Linked DNA regions of Sus scrofa: all the other regions are linked to region 2. The links are chromatin contacts, called in public HiChIP or PLAC-seq maps. All regions are on one chromosome and are shown on one strand. The core of a region is the stretch at or near the end of the contact, and the rest is flanking DNA. Distances in the headings are between cores, read along the strand shown. Region 1 holds the start of MRPL16 (mitochondrial ribosomal protein L16). Region 2 holds the start of OSBP (oxysterol-binding protein 1). Region 3 holds the start of STX3 (syntaxin-3).

Region 1 (3,630 bases), core at 621-3,120, 190 kb after region 2:
CTGTACATGAAAATAATCTAAGTTCTCCAGTTCTGCCACATTCTTACCAGGAATGTCCAACCTAGTACTCAATCAGTGCTTTTTCCCTTATATATTCAGAGGCTTTTCATGTTGAGACCTGCACGATATGCAGCAGCTGGGTAAAGGCAGGTGGGCTGAAAGGTAGGCCAGACATGCTCTGTCTTTATCATGTCTGGCAATTTGACAATACGGAAAAAAAAAGGTAACTTGTAAGTCATTTAAAGCATTGCTATAGTAAACAATCATGGCTCTTTGATGGAGTCAAGTATAAAACAAGAGACCTTAAAGCTACAGAAACTGCACCTGTTACTTCTATATGAGAGCTACAGAGAACTTAGTAATGCTTTCCCCTGCCTCCAAGCTCATATGTACTCCAGTGCTTGTAGTAGTTTCACAATTATATGTAGAAGATAAGGCCCTCAGAGAACCAGGCTCCTTTCATTTTCTTGAGATTTCCTATATTTAAAAAAACAAAAACAAAAACAAAAAAACCTAAACCCCCCAGAGTTTCCACAGTGGCAATGGTGGGTTAAAGATCCACTCTGTGGCAGTGCAGGTTTGCTCCCAGCACAGTGGGCTAAGGATTAACTGCAGCTCAGATTCAGTCTTTTGCCAGGGGAACCTCTATATGCCATGGGTGCAGCCGAGAGAGAAAAAGAGGAAAGAAAAGAAAGAGAAAGAGTCAGATTTACCAAATGGGGGCTTACCTTAACTGTTATATTAACAATTGCCTTTTTTTTTTTTTTAAACAAATGCTTTTCTTTTAATGCTGTTAATGAATGCATATATGTAACCTCATTTGGAAAAAAAACGTAAGTCTAAATTTGAAGCCAATTAGCTCTAGCTGAGAGGTAGGCTGTGGGCCACTCACCAGTAAAATACTATTGGGGAGAAATTCCATTAAACATTTGCTCCTTAAAAGCAGGGGCCTTTGCGGGGTGGGGGTGGGGGGTCTCTTTTGTTCTAGAAGCGTTTAGAACACTCCTGGAATGTAGCAGGCTCTTAATACATATTTACTGAATTGGTGACTGGGAGAAGGGGCACAAGAACACTATTTTTTTTTTTTTTTTGGCCACACCCACAGTATGTGGAAATTCGTGGGCCAGAGATCGAACCTGTGCCACAGCTGTAACCAGAGCCACAGCAGTGACAATGCCGGATCCTTAACCCGCTGAACCACGAGAGAACTCTGAACACTCCCTTTCTTCACCTACCCTCAGCTGGGTTCCATCACTAAAAAGGCTTACGAACTTGAAAACAGATAAGCTCTCACCTTCAAAAGTTGGCACCGGGAGCAGCGTCTTGAAGCCAGCAGTGGCGGACGGGGCTGCCCAAGAATCTACAACGACAGATCAAGTTAAATGACCAAGGCCACAAAGCCAGGGCCCGGTACACTCTGGGTCAAAGATGCTTCGGACTGGGGTGTCTCGTGGGTTTGGGACGCGGATTCCATTAAAGTGGCTCACAGGCTCTGGTCCCCCAAAAGAGAACAACTGGGGACGCTGGGCGCCAACTCCAGGTTGCGCGAAGGCTGGGACCATTTTGCAAGAATCTTAGGCGAGAGAGGCGGCAGTGCCCTCCCGGTGCTCCAGTGCGTGAAAAGTCTTTGTACGAGAATACACGAATGGGGCGGAGGGTGCGGGCGGGAGGCAAGGCCTAGAGGGACCACGGGACTTCTGACCTGACAAAGGCGCTCGCAAGAGGGGCGCGCAGGCGCGAGCCAGCAGCCGCCACATGATAACACGCGTGCGACCACGCCAAGCTCCCCACGGCGACCGCGGCGCTCACTTCGACCCAGGGAACCAGAGCGGCGTTCTGCAACCGCGCCGGAAACGGCTCTGGCCGGAAGTTGCGTTCGCACCGGTCCACCCAGCAGAGAGTCCCGGGTGGAAACGGACGAAGATAGAGACTCTGGCCTTGGGTTCCGGCCTGGTGACTGGGGTCACGCCCGGGCTATCTCGGCTCTCCATCCAGTCAGGGGTCTCTCCCCAGATGGAGGCGGCAGGGTGGCGAGTTTCCTCCGCGGGGTATTAGCTGAGAAAGCAGGAGTTCAAATGGCAGACTGAACAGTTCACTACCTTCCGCCACTTCTCTACCCGCAACCGTAACCTAGAAAATACCGTCATCATTGCCTTCACATTTACTGGGCGCTTGCAGTGTTTACGGCACCGACTACCTCATTCTTGCTTTCAGGCCTCCCAACAAATCCGTGCGCTAAGTCATTACATCCACTTGGCAGATTCCATCCCGAGGGTCAAAGAATTTAACTTTCTCAGGGTCACACAGCAGGAAAACCGTACAATCAGAATTTGAGCACAGGCTTGTGACTCTAGAGACCCCAGTGAATGGACAATGTTACAACTCGATATCGAGTGGAAATGTAAAAAGGTATGATTATTCTGGGAGAATGTTGGGGAAATCATTTTTATGGGCCTGAAGCTTTTTAACATTTAGAATAAAAGAGGCTCTTTCCCCAAGCGTTTAGGACACAAATGGGATTACCAACTGAGGCTGAGGTCTCTTGTAGTTAAATCAAGCTAAATCTGTGCGTGGTCTTTGTCCAGGGATTAATTTCATAAATGGCAGCAAATAAAGCCTGTCATCTTGCAAAGCTACTGGGAGAACTCTCCCTGTCTAGTTTTTTGCGCTTCTTGATTATTTACACACTGAATCTGTATCAGAAGAGTAACTGGATTTTATTATAGCCAATTATTTTCTATACCAGAAGCAGTTCTCTAAGGGTTAAACTGCCTCTTCTTCCTCAGCCTGTGTCAGATTCTGGGTAGCTCTTCTGTGTTCCTCCTCCCTTCCACCAAAGGTGGGAGATTCAGATGTGCTCAGCTATTTAAAAATCTCAAAGTGAATACTGTATAATAGTGTTTGGGATGGGGAGTAAAACTGTAGTATAATTAATTTTTGGTCTCTAATTCTTTTGGTGCCCTAAAATTTCTCCCTCATTGTTTATTTTAAAAGAACTAAAAATTAACTCTGAGTTCTACATTTAAATAGTAACTATAATTTCTATTTTTTTTCCTTATAAGAGTTAAGTACAGTGGAGGATACAAATCTGAAAAACCAGTGATCCTGTTCTTTATGAATTCATGTAGATATGGTATGTTGAGTTACAAATATCTACTGTTGAGATATGAGAAATATAAATAAAGGATTGTGAGAAATTGAAGGAGGGACCTGAGGTCTTCCCTGATCATGGAAAAAGGGGTTTCCCTCCTGTGATTTCTTACAGAGCTTTATTTACACTTCTCTTCTGATAGTTCAGTGTTAGTTATTTGTGGAAAGCTGAAGTTGAGGGATTAAATGATTTGCTATAGAGCTGGTATGATGCAAAGTAGGGATAAGAACCTTGATGAAATTAACTTTTATCAGAATGAGTTTGCTAACACCTCCCAAAATATAGTCTTCAGACTTTTCTGAGGACTTTGTGAAAAATATCTGGTATTTGTCTTTCTGTTTCTTATGTCACTTAGTATGAGAATCTCTAGTTGCACCCATGTTGCTGCAAATGGCATGATTTTATACTTTTTTATGGCTGTGTAGTATTCCATTGTATATATGTTCCATATCCATTCATCTCTCTTTTTTTTTTTAATT
Region 2 (3,475 bases), core at 120-2,619:
TTACCATAAATATGTATTAAATAATCCAAAACAAGCATTGCTGAACAGAAGGGTCATTCCAAAGACATGGGTTCTTCTTTTAATGAAAAAACCTGATTAACCAGAGAGAGCCCAGAAATACTGGATGGAACACTTAATCATTCCCATGGGAGGAGGTGGGGCAGGCAAAAATGAGAAAGGCTGGAGTGCACTTCTCCATTCTGGGCTGTCTAGAAGGCAAAAGCATAGGCAAATCTTGGAAGAGATAAAGACAGGGGACAGCTACCGAGGCCACCCTGTGTGTGGTGTCCTTCAGCCTGAATGTGGAGAGACCAAAAGGCGGGTAGATCAAGGGCTGCTAATAACCTTGAATTTTGGAGACTGGGCCCAGATAGCTAAGCCTTGAGACTTTCGCACTTAAGTTCTTTGGGAGTGGTGCCTGCGATCAGCCCTCATATATGTGCCCTTTAGCACCTACATCGGCGCCTTCCTTGCAGAATTAATCATTGCACCGATGTGCTGCTGGAAACACAATGGAAGAGAAGAGGCTCTCGGAACAACTCAAAGGGCCAGGCACCGAGCGGAAGGTCTAGCACTAAGGGTGGGTCACCCAGGTGGAGGGGCAAGTCCTGGGGCGTTCATTTTCGTGAGGGTGGACTTGTGTCAGGGGCTGTCAATGCACGCAGGTGACGAAAAGGGGCCTGGGGCGACCTTGGCTGCTGCGCGGGCTGGAGAGGGTGACGGCGCGGGGACTGTGGGCTGCGATGGGAGACGGCGCCCCGGAAGCAGTTACCTGTAGTAGCTCAGGAGCCCGTTGCTCAGCACGAACCACCGCCGCTGGTAGCCTTTGATATAATTGGTCCATTTGAAGAGCCAGCCCTCGCGAGCCGAGCCTGATCCCCCAGCGCCCGAGCCGCCCGAGCCCCCCGCCGGCGGCGCAGGAGCCGGGCCCGCTGCCGCCACTCCCCCGGCCCCGGGACCCGGGCCGCCCGCCGACACCGCGGCCACCGTGCTCGGCGCGGCCGCGGAGCCTGGCCCCGAGTCTCCGCGGCCGCCCGCGCCGCCTCCTCCCACCATGGGGGGACCGGCGCCGCCGCCGCCCGGAGCCGCCATGGCTGTCGGGCCCGGGCCCATCACTCCTCTCAGTTCCGTCGCCGCCATGAGCCGCCGCCGCCCTGAGATACAGGACCGGAACCGCCTACGAGAGCCGCCGTCGCCGCCCGGAGGGCCCCACACGGCTAGCGCATCAGCCGCCGCCGCGCACCGTCCCCGCCCCGCCAGGCCGGCCGCGGGGAGGAGGGCTCGGCCGCCGGGAAGGAAAAAGTCGATTGGTGCCGCCGAGTGTCACTTGCGGAAGACCCCTAGGACATTGGCATTTCTCTTGGGCCTGTCATTACACACCGCCCAGTGAAAACTGAGGGTGGGACGCTTCCGCCAAGCACGCCATTGATTGGTGCAAGTGAAGGCCAATCAGATTTCTGTACATTTCATTGGTGCTTTCCCGAAGTCTCCAGCGCTCCGGGAGGCCTCAAGTATGCAGACTGCCCAGCCAGTTTGATTGTCGATTGGCTAGAACTTCTGCCACTCATTTTAGTTTATGCCCCCGTCACCGCCACGTCACCCCCTCCCAGCACCCTTCTCCTTGTCTCTCTTCCGCCCTTACGGATTGGTGGTTGGTATCAGCTGCTCAACCTTTTCTACCATTTACCGAACGAGTTGAGGAGAAGGAGGAGGAGTCTAGCCATCACAGCCTCACTTTAATTTCTTACTGGTTAGAATGAATGTCCCTCACATGTTGGGGGAGGGACGGGGCAGTGATTGGAGATGATTGGTTCCGGAGGTTGTCTGTGAACCAGGAGCTTGGCAATGATGACCAATGAAAGAGACGGACTGAGCGAGGGCAGGCCAGGGCAGCCAATAAAATCTGGGAGAAGCACTTGCCGGGCGAGCCCTTCTGCTTCCACCTTTGGTGAACTTTCTAAGAGGCAGAAGCGGGTCAGCGTCCCGAAAGCATATTTTTGCTGTATGCGCAGCGTAGGAATCCCTCTTTCTGAGTTAAGATTTCTATTGTTTCTTGTTAGGAGGAGTGATTCTTAGTAGACAGCCCCTGCCCGAGTCTCTCCTTTCCAGGGCCGCCTTCTAGCAGCTGGCTCCCAGCTGGAGACCAGAATTAATGGGGAGCCCAGAGATAGCTTCCCACTTTCCTCCTGAATCCACCATTCTAATAATGTTCCCTGGTTTGCTCATCGTCCACCACACCTCTTATCTCTTGCTTCTAGACTCCTAATTCTGTCCCACGAGTTGCTGACCCAGCTGTGAGGAGAAAATAGACTCGCGAGGACCTGACTTTATATCTACTTGCGACCCATGTCTTCCAGTCCAAAGGGCCCTTGGCTGTAGCATCATATGCTCACGTGTGTATACTTAACCTTGCACGGAAAGTAGTTATTTCAGATAAATTGTTCACACATTTGTGAACGTCACAAATTTAGTATCTCATTTAGCATTTAGATGTTGTGAACTATTGTTGCAAAAGGAGCTCTGGGGAACCTGGAACTTGCTACATTTTTCTGATTTCACTGGGCAACAGAAATAGCTGTTAGACATTGTAAAATTGCTTTTTTCCCTGCAGTGTGCTTCACGGTATCAAGGAAATAAAGAAAAATATCCTGTTAGAAAGCTTTTAAAGAAGAGAAATATCCATTGAATTCTGGAAAGAGAATACACTTTGAAAAGGAGTTCCCACCGTGGCGCGTGGTTAACGAATCCGACTAGGAACCATGAGGTTGAGGGTTCGATCCCTGGCCTTGCTCAGTGGGTTAACGATCCGGCGTTGCCGTGACCTGTGGTGTAGGTTGCAGACGTGGCTCGGATCCTCCGTTGCTGCGGCTCTGGTGTAGGCTGGTGGCTACAGCTCCGATTGGAACCCTAGCCTGGGAACCTCCATATGCCGCGGGAGCGGCCCCAGAAATGGCAAAAAGACAAAAAAAAAAAGAAAATCTGCAGTTAGATGTAGGCTACTTGGGTTAATTGTTTTAACTGAGCTAAGATGAATTCTTTTATGCTTGAGTCCTGCCTTTGCTACTTATCGGCTCTCTGACTTCGGGAAAGTCATTTAGGCACCCCAAGCCTCAGTTTTCACTTCTTTTAAATAGGAATAAAACTTTACAGGGATACTGTTATGATTAAATGCATATGAACGTGTTCGATAAACTCAGCTGCTGCAAAAATGGAAGTTGTATTGCCAAACACATCCCTGGGTTTACTTGCCAACCGCAAAACAGAAACACATACTTTTACAATGGGGGAAATCTGGCTGTCCCCACCTTAACCCAGTTATCCAGCTTAACATCATTAACCCTGGGACAGTCAACATTTTTATAAGGTTCCTGGTGTGCTGCAGCATGAAGAATACAGCTTCGCCTAATGGAGTTTTCTTGCCAAAAATGTTGGACCTGAATCCAATCAAGCCCTTAGATCTACCCTCCAGTTTATA
Region 3 (3,558 bases), core at 812-3,311, 140 kb after region 2:
TGGGGAACCAAATTTCTTTTTTGTTTCCTTAGTTTTATTGAAATATAATTGACATATAACATTGCATTAGTTTAAGGTGTGCAGCATAATGATTGATACATGTATATTTTTGCAAAACGATTACCACAATATATTCATCACCTCACATAGTTACAGTTTTTTTTGTTATGAGAACATTTAAGATCTAGTCTCCTAGCAACTCCAATATTACTAACTACAGTCACCATTACACCTTCAGAACTTGTTATTTTTAAACTGGAGGTTTGTACCTTTTGACCCCCCTCACCCATGTTTCTCCATCTCTCTACCTCAGGGCAATCATCTGTTCTCTGTATCTATGAGTTTGAGGAAACCAAATTTCTTTCTTTTTTTTTTTTTCTTTCTTTTTTTTTTTTTTTTTGGTCTTTTTGCCGTTTCTAGGGCCGCTCCCTTGGCATATGGAGGTTCCCAGGCTAGGGGTCAAATCGGAGCTGTAGCCACCGGCCTGCGCCAGAGCCACAGCAACGCAGGATCCAAGCCTCGTCTGCAACCTACACCACAGCTCACGGCAACGCCGGATCCTTAACCCACTGAGCAAGGCCAGGGATCAAACCCGCAACCTCATGGTTCCTAGTCGGATTCGTTAATCACTGCGCCACGACGGGAACTCCCAACAAATAACTTTTAAACAACAGTTGGAACTGTTCAACCAGAGAAAATTCTTCCTCGAGTGTCTGAAAAACACCATGAAAAAATTAAACTGGGTTCCGGCAGAGGCTGAATGGCCATCCTTGATAATTCCCTCTGGTCCCTTCTGGAATTATAAGGTAGAGTTGTTCACATATGTCTCCTCAGAAGACTCTCTCTTCCTGAAGAGCGGGAACTTAGCTGTTCCCACTGACAAAAATTTGATCAAGGAGGCAGGATGAGATTTCTGACTTGCCTGCCTTTTCCACGTGTGACCACCAGGGGGCGCAGAGGCCTTCCCCTTAGCAGGACGGTACATTCACCTAGCGAAAGCCTGGGGTAGAAGGTAGTGTACCGACTAGAGGGAGGATTAAGGCTGAGACTGGCAGGGTTCGTACAGTCCAACCGCTTACAGACCGTATCTTTATGGGAGGGGATGAAGTCAGCACGAGGCACCCACTAAGATCGCAGAAGAGGGCAAAGTTCTGTTAGAATTACGGAACCATTTACAGCCCTTTCATCTGGATGCATGGCGCCGACTCTCTCCCTGATTTGAGAACCGAATGTTCGGACTGTCAGTCCCATTTACTGAGCTCCACTCAAAATCTACTGGACATGTCATTGTTCCCGAGAAGGAAGACAAATTGGGAAGAGGGAAGAGACAGTGGAGGTGTGGGGGAGGGGAGGAGATAAAGAGGGAGGGGCAGTGCGAAGAACCCGCCCACTTTTCCGGAAGGTACTACCCACCTGGGGGGATCTCTACCAGGTAGGAGATAATGCTTAAGCTTTCCAATACAAACATTTTACAACTCTGCTCCATAGGTGACGGCCCAGCCATTGCTCCTTTGTTACACTGGCCTCACAGCAAACTGAAGTGGATAATATCTGATTCACAGATAGAGAAACAGAGTCCCACAGAAAATAACTTTCCGGAGGTATACACATTGTTAGTGGCAGGTGTTCTGACTTCATCACTGAACTGCTTCCATTTCTCTGAGGGGTCGTCTTTACCAAGATGTTAAGAATCCATAGTCTTCGTCCCAGCCTGTCCCATCCCACCTTAGCTCCAGTTATTTCCACTAAGAACACCCTCTTTCAACTCCAACACCAGCCCCCCGGACCGTGCACACTCCTTTACTTGATATGCTCTTCCTCCAGACAGAATTAGTGGCTCTCTCTTCCACCTACTATAGCACGAATCACATTGCCTTAGAATTCTCCAGGTTTATGGGATGTTGTCGCGGCCTAGCAATGAATGAGCCTGTTGAGGGCTGGATCCTAGCACGGAGCCTGTAGGGAATGGCTGTCGAATGGAAAGGCTGGACCTGAGGTCAGACAGACACACTCGCAGCGAGATCTCCCCGTGCTGGTCCCTCCGAGGACCTGGAGCCATGGGAAGTGGAGTGAGGGTCGCGGAGGGTGGCCTGGCGGCGGGGCACGGGCCCTTTAAGGAGGAGCGCGGGGCGCGGCCCAGGTAAGGGGCGGGTCCGCCCGGCGGATCAGCGCTGCGCGCCGGCGCCGGCCCGGGAGCCGGATTTGGAGTTCGCGGCGCCGGCGGGGCCGAACGGGGCGGCGCGGCGGAGCTTCCCGTGGCCTCGGACGCTCATTTTTTTTCCGCGGCCACCGCTCCCCTCCGCCTGCGCCCCTGCCCCTTTGCCCCGGCCGGGGCCCGGCCGCCACTTCCGGCCGCTCACCTGGGGACGCGCTCACCTGCCTCCCGGCGCCTGGGCACCAGGATGAAGGACCGGCTGGAGCAGCTGAAGGCAGTGAGTCCCGTCGCACCCAGGAACCAGGCGGGGCGGGGGCTGCCGGGGTGGAGCTGCGCGGGTGGGCTTCCCGCGCTCCCCCAAATCGAGGTTGGGGTGGGGGGCGGGCGCCAGGCCTACCCTCCCCAAGCTGTAGCGGCAATCTGCGCGGGTTCCGCACCCACCCCTCCTCTCTGGGGTCATGTGCCTGGTGATTCATCGCTAGTCTGCGCTGTCCTTGGTTACCTCCAGCTCCCTCCGCCGCCCCCCTCCCAAGCAGGATAGCATCGGTCTAGAGCTGGGATCCGCGGGGGGTGGGAGGTGATTGGGTCCAGCGGGGGGGGCAGAGGGGGTTCCCTGTGAGGCCAAAGGTCACTCACCACCTGCCTGATGCTGCCTGGCACTGTGCCCAGGACCTGCCTCCTCCCGTGCTCCTTCCAGATTCTCCCGTGGGGGCGCTGAACCGGCTGCCCTAGCCCCCAGTGAGCAGCTCTGAGGTCCTGGGTGATCTCCCAAGCTGTGATATCGTCACGTGCCGGATGGGTCCATCGCCAAGCCCTCCAGCTGTCTATAATTATTAATTTCCCTCGCATCCTCGAGACAGTTGAGGTCAGGGCATAGGCTCTGAAGGTAGACCGACCGTTTCCAGCTCTGCTGCACAAAAGCGGTAAACCTTAAGCTATTCACTCTTGAGGCTGTATCCTTATCTGTCAAAGGGAGATTGATCATACCTTAAGAGACTTGTTACGAGATTAAATGACATGGGGCTTAGAGACGTGTTAAAGCATGGGTTTTTAAGTCCAATAATCATTGACTCTTTGAACACATAATTATGGAGGGTATTCTGTGAGGGCAGGCCCAGTGCTAAACCCTGGGGATTGCCGTGACTCAGGCTCGGTCTTAATGGAATTTAAAATCTAGCCCTTGATACAAAGTAGTCCATCTACTTGGGAGCTTGTCAGAAGTGCAGAAGCTTAGGCCTCAGTCTGGACCTAGGGACTCAGAAGCTGATTATGCATAAATCTCCCCAGGGGACTCACAAACACATTGAAGTTTGGGGAGCAGGGGACCAGGTAGAACTGGGGTTGCCTCCTAGCTCCACTGCTTACTAGCTGTCCCTTAACGGGTGAGCTGAAGTTTTGACATC

Evidence for each region. HiChIP or PLAC-seq counts read pairs in DNA pulled down with a chosen protein or histone mark.
Region 1: a contact with region 2 is called in an H3K27ac HiChIP or PLAC-seq map of alveolar macrophages, with 3 times the contacts expected there. The contact joins the promoter of MRPL16 here to the promoter of OSBP in region 2. A contact is called at or near these places in 1 of 5 promoter capture datasets (liver) and 1 of 2 datasets of contacts at active chromatin or transcription factors (alveolar macrophages).
Region 3: a contact with region 2 is called in an H3K27ac HiChIP or PLAC-seq map of alveolar macrophages. The contact joins the promoter of STX3 here to the promoter of OSBP in region 2. A contact is called at or near these places in 1 of 47 Hi-C or Micro-C datasets (liver) and 1 of 2 datasets of contacts at active chromatin or transcription factors (alveolar macrophages).

Annotation. Positions count from the first base shown.
Region 1 is chr2:11,687,751-11,691,380 of Sscrofa11.1, reverse strand. It overlaps MRPL16 (mitochondrial ribosomal protein L16), which reads right to left and starts at 1,870. Exons shown (of 4, transcript NM_001244967.1): 1 at 1,703-1,870; 2 at 1,295-1,360. The coding sequence starts at 1,757.
Region 2 is chr2:11,874,188-11,877,662 of Sscrofa11.1, reverse strand. OSBP (oxysterol-binding protein 1) reads right to left here and starts at 1,369. Exons shown (of 14, transcript XM_021082995.1): 1 at 773-1,369. The coding sequence starts at 1,140.
Region 3 is chr2:11,738,361-11,741,918 of Sscrofa11.1, reverse strand. It overlaps STX3 (syntaxin-3), which reads left to right and starts at 2,061. Exons shown (of 11, transcript XM_021082987.1): 1 at 2,061-2,432. The coding sequence starts at 2,403.